Linked DNA regions of Sus scrofa: region 2 is linked to region 1. A link is a contact called in public promoter capture Hi-C data. All regions are on one chromosome and are shown on one strand. Each heading gives the region's core, a stretch centred on a gene start, on an enhancer-like site or on the middle of the called end of the contact. The rest is flanking DNA. Distances are from core to core; before and after follow the strand shown. Region 1 holds the start of LOC110261486 (histone H2B type 1-B). Region 2 holds the start of LOC595122 (histone H1.3-like protein).

Region 1 (7,188 bases), core at 1,686-4,185:
GAACTGATCCTCTAAACTCTTTTAGGCATTTAAGGGGAAGTTCAAAGGTTCTTCCTGCATCTTTTCAGCCTTGATTGCTTTCAGCTCCAGATGATCTGCATGCTAAAGTGGCACATCTTGGGAAGGGCTGCCCTGATGTCATATCAATTTAATTATTAGACCAACCAAAGAAACTGGAAGGGAAGAAGGAAAATTGATCCCTACAGAGGCCACATGGTGATCCTGGACTTACACCTCTACCCAGGAATAATGAGGAACTTCTCTATTAGTGTCAAAGAGACTGAGTAAGAAATTTAGACTGCCACTTTCACCTGCTGATAATGAGGTAGTGCCCCTCCTATCCCAGACAGGGAGAAGGGGGGAGCTCCTTTAAAACAAAAAAAAATTTAAGGGGCTCCCATCATGGCTGGCACAGCAGAAACAAATCCGACTAGGAACCACGAGGTTGTGGGTTCAATCTCTGGCCTCACTCAGTGAGTTAAGGATCTGGTGTTGCTGTGGCTGTGGCGTAGGACAGCGCAACCACTCGGATTAGACCCCTAGCCTGGGAACCTTTATATGCCATGGGTGCGGCCCTAAAAAGACAAAAAAGACAAAAAAAAAAAAAAAAAAAAATTTAAATAAGACCCAGAGTCACATGCAAAGTGCCCAGGTTAAATTTATTTTTTTATAAAATCTCTCTCATACTAATAAGTAAATTTTTCATTTGAGTGAGGAAAGATAATCAATGTATATAAAGACCAAGATGACACAGATATTAGAATTATCCAAATAGGGTTCTAATCCAGCCATTATAAAAATACTTAAAGGAGAAAAATTGGTGTTTCTTCTGAATCCAATTGGGGAGATGTGTGAATTTTTATCTCTGGCTTCTCACCACTCTCCTATAGTTTTGGGGTGTTAACTGTGAGTCCAATTCATCTGAATTTTTTTTTTTTTTTTTAATTTCCAAGTTTGCTTGTTAAGAATCAGCCAGGTATCAGTACAGATCTCAAAAGGGCCTAGCTTTTAGTGTAGGAGCTCAGGTTTGGGCTTCATTTTGTCATTTAAGCACACAGTTTTAGGTAAAATATCAACTATTAAAAAAAAGGAGAGAAAAGGAAGACAGAAGAAAGCATACAGGCAGACATTATGAAGGACAAGAAGGGGGAAAAAAATAATCCCTACCTCAGAAGATCATTTTGAAGAGGCTGAGATAATACTACTACCCAGACATCCAGGAGGAGAGCCTAACGATCAGTGATTCTTAAACTTCATCTTGAGTTGAGTAATTTATTTTTTCATGTGGGTGTGGGGTTTATAATTATTATTATTATTTTAATTCCTAGGACTAGCTTTCACCACTATGTTTTTTTGTGCATGCTGAGATAGAAAATGCTTCTCATATAGGAGTCAGATGACTGGTGTATGATCTGGTACAAGATCATTTACAATTAAATTTTCTTTGGTCTTTTTTGGAGACACTTAAGTTCTGTTTCTTCATCCAAATACACTGTTTTATGTCACATCCATATGGTGCTCATAAACTGGAGGAAAATACGCCATCCCGCCCCCTACACCTTCTAATAGGCAGCCATCTGCAGATATTTTCTCAGCTCTTCTTGCCACTCAAACCCAGACCTGGGCCAACCCCACTCACTGACTCCTCTTCCTCAACCAAAGACCTTCCCATCAGGATTATTTTGGGAATCGCGGGTTCTTTGAAAAAGGTTTACGGAGGAAAACCAGCACATCTTCCTCTCTAACTGGGGCCCCGCTAGGTCACCGACGAGGTGGCGCCAGACGGGAAAAGCCGGCAAATTCAAACACTTTGTCCCTCCTAGAGCGATAATGCCTCCCTCTCAGGCGCTTCTAGTGGCACCCCGAAAGATAAATGATCCAGGAAACGGGAGCCAGTATTTCAGGGATGGGAGTAAAATTGAAAAGGCTTTAGACTGGCTGTTGCCATCAGTAAACAATTCTAATGCGAAACGAGAAAATCTCATTTCAACCGCGTCCAAATAGCTTGAGATAACACCCCATGAAAGCGCCCACAGCTTGTTAAAGGAACCACAGGCGACTTGGCTTTATTCCCAAATGCCAGAGTTCAGGCTCCAAAACAAAAAGCCACTACCAGCCCTTTTTGCTGCCTTGACCAAACCCCCCCTTATCCCCCTTTCAAAGGGCAGGCTGGATTATCATGCCCTGAGGGTATCCTCTATCCTCTGAAATCCTCTAAATGCCTCAGCACCCAGCAGGGAAATTCCAATATCCACATCAGAAAATTCTACCTTTGTGGAAAAGAGCGAGCATTCCAACAGTTTAATAAGCACTTGGATGCTCAGTCTTTGGGAAATGTTTCAACTATCAACAACCACAAGAGTAGATTTTTAAACGCAAGTAGTGTTGCATTTAATTTAAACCAAGACAAACAGTTACAGCTCTTCTCTGACAAAGTGGGTGGCTCTGAAAAGAGCCTTTGAAATACGAAGTGCTTATGAAAGCACTTATTTGGAGCTAGTGTACTTGGTAACCGCCTTGGTTCCCTCGGACACAGCGTGCTTAGCCAGCTCCCCCGGCAGCAGCAGGCGCACAGCCGTCTGGATCTCCCTGGAAGTGATGGTCGAGCGTTTGTTGTAATGGGCCAGGCGCGAAGCCTCACCGGCGATCCGCTCGAAAATGTCGTTGACGAACGAATTCATGATGCCCATAGCCTTGGAGGAAATACCAGTGTCCGGGTGGACCTGCTTCAGTACCTTGTACACATAAATGGAGTAGCTCTCCTTACGGCTGCGCTTTCGCTTTTTCCCATCTTTCTTTTGCGCCTTGGTGATGGCCTTCTTAGAGCCCTTCTTAGGAGCTGGAGCAGACTTGGATGGCTCAGGCATGGCGTGTCTTCACCGCTGCAGAAACACTCACCGCAGTCTCCACAGTCAAGATTAGTGGTGTGAAGAGTCGAGTCCATTTATTTATAGTCGCTCAATGCAAATGAGGGTTCTTGAAGTCTCACTTCTGATTGGATACACATGGTACATTGTCATTATGGGGAGGAGAGTGGTTTATGCAAATAAGGGATATACACTCTCGTTTTCTATTGGATTAAAGAAGGCACCTATTTCAACCAATCGGATAGCTTACTGGCGCATCTCTGACCTTAAAAAGTTTTCTTCCTAGAAGGGTGTTTTCTCGTTACAAGCACAGTGTTTTCTTTTTAATTTCACGGTTTTATTATGTCTGGACGCGGTAAACAAGCAAGCAAGTTCCAGCTAAGGCCAAAACTCTGTCTTCTCGAGCTGGTTTGCAGTTCCCGGTGGGAGGAGTGCATCGCCTGCTCCGCAAGTGCAATTATTCCAAGTGGGTTGGCGCGGGTACCCCCGTGTACTTAGCGACGCTACTGAGCACCTGACTGCCGAGATCCTGGAGCTGGCAGGTCACGCTCCCCGCGAAAACAAACAAGAAAACGCGTATTAAACCTCGCCATTTGCATCTTGCCATCCGCAACGACGAGGAGCTCAACAAGCTTTTGAGGAAAGTCACCATCGCTCAGGCTGGCGTCCTGTCTGTCCCACATCCAGGCAGTGCTGCTACCGAAGAAGATTGAGAGCCACCACAAGGCCAAGGGCAAGTAAAGTCAAGACAAAACACGTAGCCTTTTTACAAGTAATCTAAAGGCTCTTTTCAGAGCCATCCACGTTTTCACACACAAAAAAGCCGGTAGCCAGGTTATGCTGTGTTAGTGGTTGTCTGTCTTGTAACACAGTGAGGTTAGAACAGTTCCAGGGAAGCAGGATGTCTCACAACAAGTATTTTAGTGTATACCAGGTGGAAATTCTGTAACCCACAAAACTACAAAAAGGAAAGAGAATCACGCTGCCTTGAAGTAGCGAGAAGTAAGGAAATTTGCCTTTGGCCAATAAACTCGCTTTTTCAAAATTTTGAATTTAAGCGAAATTATTACAACAGTGTAAGCAAACATTAGTTCAATATCAAAGGTAATTTGTAAAATAGTACACCTAAGAACGCTTCTGTGTAGTTTCACAAGAGAATCTCGGGATTAGGGGAGTTAAGTTAACCAGAATTGGAAAGGGGCAGTCCAGGCTGAGACATTTAAAAACTAACCCAACTGTCTAAGAGAAAGACTGACAACAATTGTACTCAGTTTCGCCTGCGGACCGGCAAGATTCACGACCTTCGAGCATTTCAAGAATAGAAGAATCAAGTCTCACTCACATTTTCTGAACATGGTAAAAGTAAACACGGTCCTGAAATGGTTCGTTATGCCCGGAGTAGTTGGAATAGGATGAAATGAAACATTTATTTGAAAATTCGTAATTCATCCAATCAGATTCTCCGATAATTAACTGGTCCCGCCTTCACCTCTCAGCCAATGGTTTTATCGCGCGGTACATTTGAAAAATTAAAAAGACCAATCAGAATGCTTCTGACTATATTTAAAGAGAACAACCTAGGCGCGTTTCAGACACAACTTGTGTTTCTCTACTTGTGATGGCTCGTACTAAGCAGACCGCTCGCAAGTCCACCGGCGGCAAGGCGCCGCGTAAGCAGCTGGCCACCAAGGCGGCCCGCAAGAGCGCCCCTGCCACTGGTGGTGTTAAAAAGCCCCACCGTTACCGGCCGGGTACAGTGGCCCTGCGCGAGATCCGGCGCTACCAGAAGTCCACGGAGCTGCTGATCCGCAAGCTGCCTTTCCAGCGGCTGGTGCGCGAGATCGCGCAGGACTTCAAGACGACCTGCGTTTCCAGAGCTCGGCCGTGATGGCGCTGCAGGAGGCGTGTGAGGCCTACCTGGTGGGGCTCTTCGAGGACACCAACCTGTGTGCCATCCACGCCAAGCGTGTCACTATCATGCCCAAGGATATCCAGCTTGCCCGCCGTATCCGTGGGGAAAGAGCATAAAAAAGCTTTTTCTTTACAGTAGAAAAAAGGCTCTTTTCAGAGCCACCCACAATCTCACTTAAAAGCAGCTGTAATAAGATAGCTGAATTCTTAGAGTTAAATGGCGAGAAGTTTTAGTACAAGAAACCTAATCTTTGGGTTTGCGTTACCCAAGGGACTATGCGGTAGTTTGCTTAAGTTCTCAAGTTCAGTAATGTCAGCAGTGTTTTATCACTGCCTCTGCGTAGAGACCCTTGGCTGTGCTGCCAATATTTTTAGCCCTCTTGATTTCATCTAAGTATCCATAAACATCTACACAACGTTTGCAATTGGTTTGCCTCAAATGGGATTCAGGCACTAAAAACTAAAGCACACCGCCAGAGATCCACTAAATTTATATAACAAAAATATGTGCCTATGCATCTTTAAGTCAAGGGAATTTGAGATACTGAAAGGCAGCATTTCTAGAGCTCTCCTCTTTATTACCCATGTCCCAAAAACACCCATTTAAATGTGTTTAAATTTTCCACAAGTAGAAGTAACAGTAATGAAGGGTTTTTTTGAGGTCTAAAGCTTACACAACTTGGTGACTCAAAACTACAAACAGAATTGCAAACTAGATAATGACAATTTATAATAAAATCAGCAAGTTCCACTTTTACAAAACAGACAAAACCATCATCATGAAATTCAGAAAATAGCACATTTTATTAAATACAAGACTATAATGCTTTATTTTTCCATATTTTTTGACTACATGCTCCGTTTCCATCTTTAAAGGACAATTATTTTGTAATATTTTCTAAACAGTATAGACAGTGGTATGAGAATTCAGTATTCCCTTTAGGGTGATCACAATTTGCTTTACTTTCTTGACAAAATTTCAGCTTCAAAGCACTATTTATTAGTAATGTATGTTTTTAGGATTGTTTTCAAATTTAGAAAATATTCTGTCATGCTCCTTTCATGTGTGATTTGTAAAATTTAGAATTCTTCACAGGAATTCCTGTTGTGGCTCAGTGAGTTCAGAACCCAATTAGTATACTTGAGGATGAGGGTTTAATCCCTCACCTCTCTCAGGGGGTTAAGGATCCAGCATTGCCTTGCGCTGTAGTGTATATCACAGATACTGCTAGGATCTGGAGTTGCTGTGGCTGTGGAGTAGGCCAGCCAGCAGCCACAACTCCAATTCGACCCCGAGCCTGAGAACTTCCATATGCTGTGGGTGTGGCCCTAAAAAACAATAAATAAATAAATAAGAGCAAATCAACCTACTCCCATGGACCCCTTTCAGGGCCTTGAAGTACAGGATATGGCACTAGAGTTTCATTAGCTTCAGTGTAAATCTACCTCTCAGCACTGGTTATGCTTTTCCAAAATATCCACGCCTTCCCTATCCCCTTAAAGTTCTACTGTACCTCAGCAGAGTGCTCTGAGTTGAGAATCACAGATCCTGCATGACTCTCGGACTCAGAGCACTGCTTTTCCTGTTGCTTTAGATGAAGGTACCATTCTCAAAGAGAGCTACCAGGAGAAAGTTCACTGGGAGGATATAAAGTCAACTCTGAACAATAGGAACAATTCCAGTGTGCAGATGAGTTTGCTGGGACAACTTCACAGGTGTTATTGACATTGACCCATTCTGTATTGAAAATAATCTTCCTTTAGAGAGGCCCCTATGGAAGGAAGAAAATAAAAGGCACCGATTCATTGGAAGGAGCAGTCTAATAGCTAATAGTGACAGTTTTCCATGGATTGAGGACAACATGAACTGATTTGTTTGAATTATACATATATCACTTTTGCTACAACCCTCAAAGCAAGTTCTCTCACGCTCTCTCTATAACAGCAGAGGAACTTTAACCCAAGAGATTTTAGTGAATTGGCCAAATTCATACTATTAGTAAATATCATTGCCACGGAGTCTCATACCAAATCAACACTAGATATTTTTTGATTCAATAAGATTCCCCAAAATGGATGATCAGATCTAGTTTCTTCCTCACGGATAAAACTCTGTCTTGGAGCCAGATGGCCTTGGGATGAATGGGGAAGTGGCTGCAGTGTCCTGATGTAGGCTAAATTCTGTGATCAGATTCTTCTGTTCAAAGGCCTGGTATGAGATGAGGTAGGTAGGATGACCATGTGCACTTTATGGTCTTTAGTTACAGACTTCAGAACCAGGTCAGTTTAAATCTTGCCTTGTAAACACCTTGATTCTACGCCAGAGCAAGTATTCTCTTGTGTCGTCCTAACAGTATTTGCTATAGAGCTATAGTGTCCAAGATAGTAGCTACCAGCAATATGGGGCTGT
Region 2 (7,537 bases), core at 3,726-6,225, 150 kb after region 1:
GGCCTCACTCAGTGGGTTAAGGATCCGGCGCTGCCGTGAGTTTCGGTGTAGGTCGCAGATGCGGCTCAGATCCTGCGTTGCTGTGGTTCTGGCGTAGGCCGGCGGCTACAGTTCTGATTAGACCCCTAGCCTGGGAACCTCCACATACCGCAAAAAAACCAAAAAAAAAAAAGGAAGTTACCAGGCTAGGTATCAAATTGGAGGTGCAGCTGCCAGCCTACACCACAGTCACAGCCAACAAAGGATCCAAGCTGCATCTGCTACCTACAACACAACTCAGGGCAAGGCTGGATCTTTAACCCACTGATCTAGGCCAGGGATAGAACCTACCTCCTCAAGTACACTAGTCAAGTTCGTTACCTGTGAGCCACAATGGGACCTTCAAAACTGCATTTTTTTTAATCAGGGGAATTTATTCATGGAGATGGAATTTGAGATAAATTGGAAAAATTCTCCCAGTTAGAAAGGAGAGAAGGTATTACAGATGAATAAAGTCCAAAACAACAACAAAGGAATAGAAAGGTAACTTTGAGTTATTATTAGTGCTAATTAGTGTGAGTCGAAAGTATTATTATGAAAAAAAGCTATAAAGTTCTCACTGGAACCTAAGGGAGCTGATGACACGTTTCATAGGACAATGAACAGAATGACCAGAATTTGAGAATTAGAAGCTGGAGAAACTGGTTAGGATACTAGCCAGGAAACAGTGGACTCATCCCAGTTATGAGATGTTTAGGATAGAATGTGAAGAGTGAAAAGGTCCATTACCTGGACTTATTTAATCATCTACCTGATTTCGTGACTGAATGCCTATTGAGTATTCAAGGCCTCCACACAGAGATATGAATTCAATCTGCCTCCTCCAGTTAAAAAAAGGCCAGGAGTTCCCGTCGTGGCGCAGTGGTTAATGAATCTGACTAGGAAGCATGAGGTTGTGGGTTCGGTCCCTGGCCTTGCTCAGTGGGTTAAGGATCTGGCATTGCCATGAGCTGTGGTGTAGATTGCAGATGCGGCTCGGATCCCTCGTTGCTGTGGCTCTGGCACAGGCCGTTGGCTACAGCTCTGATTAGACCCCTACCCTGGGAACCTCCATATGCCACAGGAGCAGCCCAAGAAATGGCAAAATAAAAAAAAAAAAAAAAAAAAAAGAAAGAAAGAAAAAAGGCAGTTGATTATTAAGTAGAAGGGAGAGAGTACCACCTTCTGGCTGCCGCTAAAATTACTTTTGGCTCAGATATATACCATATGCATAAATCCCCTCCTGCAGCTAAGAAAATATGAACATGCCTTCACACCTTCCATACTAAGATGTCTTTTTTTCTTAATCTTATTGAATATTTTGCAAACAACTCCTCACACAAGCTCCTGCCTGATGTTGGCCATCTTTAAGTGTCAATTTGTTGAGTGTTTCTAAACCTGAATTTTTGTCACTGATTGACCACATTTGTTCAGCAAAAGAGCATCACAAATCCAAGGATGAGTATTTCAGGAGACACTCCTAGGGGTGGAGTTTAGAGATGAAAAACAGGGACTACGACTAAACTTCCTGATCTCTCATCTTCCAGCTACAAAATACCTTGACATCTTTAGTCTTCTTTACTCATGACAAGATGTTCTTTTTAACAGCTTTAATTGCAACAAAAATTCAGAGAAATAGAGTAGGATTTGAATAAGTTCTGATTTCCTTGGAAATTTAGGACTGTCCCAGGGAAAGGAATATGACTTAATTTACATAAGCCAGAATACAATGAAAGCCGCATTGCTTGAATCTTCTTTAATTGCTTCTGGTGCATTCCAAAAGGGATTGTGAATTGAAATAGGTCATAAAAGGCCTAATATAGAAAGACATGAATGTTACTCCCTGCTGAGTGAGCTTAAAAATGAAATCGAGAATTCTACTCCTTTTCTAATTGATGTAAAAGAGAGGAAGCAGTGCAAATACACACACACACAAACATTACGGATAAAGAAACTTGCGTTTGAGACCCAGATTCGCCATTTATTGACAAGGTGAAACTACCATTTCATCTTTCTAAGCCACAATTTTAACTTTAAAACAAGCAGCTTAGCAATACCTACTGCAAGTGCTTTATTTTACAGTGAGGTGGTCATAGAAGTGGTTTGTAAAATATAATGAACTACAAAGATACTATATAGTCATTGTAACCACTCTTAATGAATGTCACATTCCCTCCTAAATCTTATTCATCATTCCTCATCAAAAAACCAAACTCTTCTCTTTCTGGATACTAAAGTCCTCACCGGTCTTTTCCTCCTGATCTTTTCCACGTGAAGCAATCACTTAATTTCAAAAAGATTCTTTTGAGTAATCATGACATTTTCCCATTTATCCAGATACCTTTCTCAACTAAATCATTCTCACGAGAGTAAAGTTTTTTGGCTCTTGCTGGAAAGAAGAAATTATGATATGCAGTCGTGATGGGGGAAAAAAATGAACCCCTGCTTGGAAGAGCTGAAAAGATAATCGGGCAGGCAACATCCTTTTTTAAAAAGAAAGTGTAAATAGTAAAATTTAATAAACTATTAACCAAAAAGTTGTGTATGCGGCTGAGGGAGGTGAGGAGGGTGGGAGAAGATGCTGTAAACAAAGAAATAAGATGAAATATATCAACTGCAAGGTATTTGCCCACTGGAGATCTGCTCAGGGACTCACTTGTTTAGGTGGACTTTGCATAGCCTGGGGAAACTTATAACACCTTCTCAAAACAATGTTGTTAAATACTGAAACCACACTGGATAAGAAGTCAATGACATTAAAATACAGTTGTAAAAATGTATTTATTAAGTATGTCTAATGTGTTTCATTGGTCACATCAAAAAAAGGAGCAACAAGTGTAATGACAAAGGTCAGTTTCAATTATTCAGCCTAATTTCGTAAACTTTCTTTCACCAGAATCTGCAATATGTTCAAAGTGATACAAACACATCTGATTGCCACTGTTGAAATTCACGGGTACTGCAAGACCATTGTTGCCTACAGGTATACTTGAAGAAAATGCTTAGCTGCGAAAATAAAGATGCAATTTCCCCTCATCTATATTTACAAGCCCCTAATGATCTGCAGAACTCAGATTTTTGTTAAGATTTGCCAATAAAAGCGACCTTCCCTGAAATTAAAAAAAAAAAAAAATCCCCCAAATCTCAGGCCCAATCAACCCAAATTCCTAGAGCCCATTTATTTTGACCTGGTTAACCCCAGCTCCAAGAACTCTCCAAGCAATACCGTGGTCTTTCCCAAAGCATTTTTTTCTCCCTTCCTATTCACCAAGATAGACAGCCAACTGTGGCTCACTGGGTGCAGTCAACATCAGCGGGGGAGAGGATTTGGCAAAGAAAAAGGTAAATCATAACCAGCCAAGGGTGATTTACACTTCTCACTATCCCTTAGCCTCAGGGTGGTAGCAACAATTATACAGATTTAGGCAGAATAATACGATGAATAATCCCCTGAAATAAGGACAGCATTAAATAAGCCAAAACAACAACAACAACAAAATCTAAGCTTTTCAAAGGCTTCGTAATATGCAAATTAGGATCTCAACCTCTAATTGGCGCAGTATTTTCTCTCCTGAAGTGTGTTCTGATTGGCTCCCAAATAGCCACTGCAAACCAATGGGAATGGAAATTTTAGAAACATCTAGAAACTAGAATAACCTCTTCCTCAAACTGCACTCTTTCCTAACGTGTCTCGACCTGGGAAACTAGGCAGCAAAGCGCGAGCAAAGGCCAAGACCCGCTCTTCGCAGGCCGGGCTCCAGTTCCTGGTGGGACGAGCGCACCGTCTGCTCAAGGGCAATTGCTCCGAGCGGGTCGGGGTCAGAGCGGCCGTGTACGTGCTGGTGCTACCGGAGGAGCAGACGGACGAGATCCTGGGGCAGGCGGGCCAAGGTGGCTAGCCAGAAGGCGCCGCATCGTCCCGCGCACCCTGCAGCAGGCCATCCCCAACGAGGAGGTCAATAACCTGAGCTGCGTGACCATGGCGCAAGGGCGGTGTCCAGCCCAACATCCAAACAACCAAAGTAGAACAAGAGTCACAAGGCCGATGGCAAGAAAAGGGTTGAGAACACTATCCCGGCGCTGAGTATCTTTAGGCTCTTTTCCGAGCCATTTAGCGCTCAAAAGTTCCGCGCGCGCCCCCTGGCGCATTAAGTCTCAGCCAATCACATAAAAGCGGCAAGTTTAAAAAAGAATTCACCGAAAAACATTAGGTCCAGCCCTTTTACCTGAAAGCAGTGGGTGGCTCTGAAAAGAGCCTTTAGGTTTGCAAAGCAGGAGGTCCCGCCACAATTTTACTTCTTCTTGGAGACGGCTTTCTTGGCCTTTGTAGCCTTGGGTTTTGCGGCTTTAGGCTTGGCTGCCTTGGGCTTGGGGGCTTTGGCCTTGGCCGGGCTCTTAGCAGCCTTTTTCGGCTTGGCTGCCTTCGCCTTCTTCGGGCTCTTGGCCACCTTCTTGGTGCCAGCTGCCGCTGCCGGCTTCTTGGCTTTCTTGGGGGTCTTCTTGGCGGTCTTCTTTGGGGTGGCTGCTCCGGTAGCCTTCTTGGGCTTCTTGGTTGCCCCAACAGACTTCTTAGGCTTAGCTGCTCCCGCTTTCTTAGCTTTGGGCTTGGCTTCCCCGGTGGCCGCCTTCTTGTTGAGTTTGAAGGAGCCCGAAGCGCCAGTGCCTTTAGTCTGCACCAGGGTGCCCTTGCTCACCAAGCTTTTAAGCCCCAGCTTGATTCGGCTGTTGTTCTTTTCCACATCGTAGCCGGCGGCAGCCAGCGCCTTCTTGAGCGCGGCCAGAGACACGCCGTTGCGCTCCTTGGAGGCGGCGACAGCCTTGGTGATGAGCTCGGACACCGGAGGCCCAGACGCTTTGCGTTTCCCAGCAGCTGCGCCCGTCTTCTTCGCCTTTTTCTTTACAGGTGTTTTCTCTGCAGGCGCGGGAGCAGCAGGAGCCACTGGAGCGGTCTCCGACATCTTTCTGACTATCCAGGAAAAGCAAAAAGTACGCTTAAACTATCAGAATGGCGTGTCCCAAGCGCCGCCGGCTGGGGGTTTATATAGAGAGTCGCTGAGTGATGATTGGTTGCCTGCTCGGTGCGCCGCACTGCTAAGAAGGGCTCCTCAGCTCTGCCGAGTGGCTGTGTTTTTTGCCCCTTAAAAAAGAAGAAAAATATAAGAAGTCTGGGCACGAAATAATTAGGGATTTGGGGGAAATTGATCCGACACGCTTCAGGCTTCATTCCTGCCTTATTTGCTGTACCTGGTTTCAAAACTGGCCCCCTGAAACTTTCCCGATTCCCCCAACTCTCTTTGAAACTTCAGTCAAATCGAGACAACTTTCAGATTTTCCTTAAAATTACTATTTCTCTCTGTTTCCTTTGCAAATCTTTCTTCCAGGGCCTTGTCATGCACATTGTTTTCTTTGCAACCCTATATAAATAAGCTCATTTTTACTCAAATATACAAGGAAAAACGGTTTTTCCGCGGGAGCAATAACACAGCTCTCCTGCAACTTGTTTGCACTAAGCCCTGGGAATTGGCACTGGGGTAGAAAATTCTACGTCCGAGATGGATAACTATTTTAGAAAAGATAGATTTTTTTTGAAAAAAGTATTTCAGTGATCAGTGTATAAACTAGTTTGGTCCCAGTATTTCAGTATTTGAAACATTTTAGGAAGGATGGGGTGTGAGGCTACTCCATTTGTGTTCTAGATAAACAGTTCCAAATCAAGTCACCAACCCTCTTTACAAATTAGTATGATGGATTTTTCAGACCTGGAATGTGCATTAAAGATCAATCATGCCATCTACAAAGACTAAAAGTGAATCATGAAGCAACAGAATAGAAATTCTACATCATTTTACCAGCTATGAGTTCAAGAACACTGTAAGATCACATGGGTTGGAATTGTAAAGTACTTATACATGCCCTGTCCATAGAATTTTTCTCTTCTAATATTTAGCATAGAATTGTGTACATATTTCCTATATTTCAAAATGTTATTTAAAATACAAATTTGACTTACTTTTTTCAATATTGCAAGGAGGGACAGAGAGATTCAGAAAGAAAAAAATTTAGATCACTTTCTGAATCTTTATAACTCTCCTTGGGGGTTTTACTAACAAAATATGAACCAGGCTGTCATAATCTAAATTAATTAGCTGGATATATTCACCTAAGCATTTGAGCAAACTTTTCATAACAAATATGACTGACTTTACTACTCTATCTCTTTGCAACACCCAGGACTAATGGAATAAGGAAAATATTGGACAATTAAGCATAAAATATCCTCCAAAGAATCAAATACTGAAATGAAACCTGATGTTTGTCAAAATAAATAAACAACAAAAGTATTTTGGTGCTATGTTTTTTCTAGTAAATACCTCTACGTCCAAAAATCTAGTTATTCTGGCCTATATTTAATGGTGATTTGATAATTTTCTCATACAATTCCGAGACAAGAATATTTACTGATGTCATCTCTCCGCATTTAACTAATTCCATAAAAATCACTTGGCTTGTTTTTAAATAGTCATTATTGGCTGGCACTGTCTCTGGGACTTGAGATCATGTTATAGACCAAATACACTCACTGCACATAAAGAGGAGAGCTTAGGAGTTCCCTGGTGGCTCCACAGGTGAGGGATCCGAAATTATCACTGCAGCATGGCCTGGCCCTGGAAATTTTTCATGCTGCAAATGTGGCCAAAAAAAGGTGGGGAGGAGCTTATAGGATTGGATCTAGAGCTTTCCAGTTTTCCCAGGACAGGCATTTTATGAGTACCTGGAAGAAGAGGTTCCTTTTCATCTTCAATAGCTTCACTGTCAATACAAATGGTAACAAACATTATATACGCCATTTTCCTTTTCAGTCCAGAGCCTAATACTATCTAGAATTCAAGATAAATTAAAACTCAGATTTTTATAAGATTACTATTGGCCATCATTATATAATATCAGGCGTTTTATAATTATTGGAATTCCTCCCTAAGATACATGTACTCAATTTAAGATAGCTGAAAAACTCTTTCTACAGCAGACATCACCATTTCTTTCTTGTGCAACTATTACTGGTTCTCATGGCTATTTAAGTTCCACATAAGTGAGATGACATTGGGGCTCAGGGCCATTTGCTTAATTGTTTACAGGTAATCTGTGCCCTTCCTGGAGAGCAATAATTGAGATATTATGTTCCCTAAAATGTTCTTCCCCAGATGTTTAGAGAAGAATGAAGCTGTGTTGTGTATAGGTTCTGTTATTGCTTGAGATCCAGGGACTGATGCTCTAACTGTAGGGTGGGCAAGGTTCTTGAAACTTGAGAAGTTTCACCTATTACTTGGTAAACTTGAGAAGTTTCACCTATTACTTGGTACCCCACCAAAAAAGTTGCATTTATTACTTATGAACTCTCTATTTGTTTATGTCCTAAAACAGTGGATTTTCTGCTAGACTAAGACATGAACTATTTTTATTTTTATAGATGAAAAATTACCTAAGAAAACTAAAGTTGCATAAGTGATGGATGTTTCAC

What was found. Promoter capture Hi-C pulls out the DNA fragments that hold promoters and counts their contacts.
Region 2: a contact with region 1 is called in a promoter capture Hi-C map of fetal skeletal muscle, with 5 times the contacts expected there. The contact joins the promoter of LOC595122 here to the promoter of LOC110261486 in region 1. A contact is called at or near these places in 3 of 5 promoter capture datasets (fetal liver, fetal skeletal muscle and liver), 11 of 47 Hi-C or Micro-C datasets (blood, embryonic fibroblasts, epiblast stem cells and 7 more) and 2 of 2 datasets of contacts at active chromatin or transcription factors (alveolar macrophages and skeletal muscle).

What each region holds. Positions count from the first base shown.
Region 1 is chr7:20,733,075-20,740,262 of Sscrofa11.1, forward strand. LOC110261486 (histone H2B type 1-B) reads right to left here and starts at 2,936. Exons shown (of 1, transcript XM_021098434.1): 1 at 2,363-2,936. The coding sequence starts at 2,867. The coding sequence ends at 2,487. It also overlaps the pseudogene LOC110261481 and the pseudogene LOC110261480.
Region 2 is chr7:20,877,332-20,884,868 of Sscrofa11.1, forward strand. It overlaps LOC595122 (histone H1.3-like protein), which reads right to left and starts at 4,976. Exons shown (of 1, transcript NM_001031792.2): 1 at 4,311-4,976. The coding sequence starts at 4,976. The coding sequence ends at 4,311.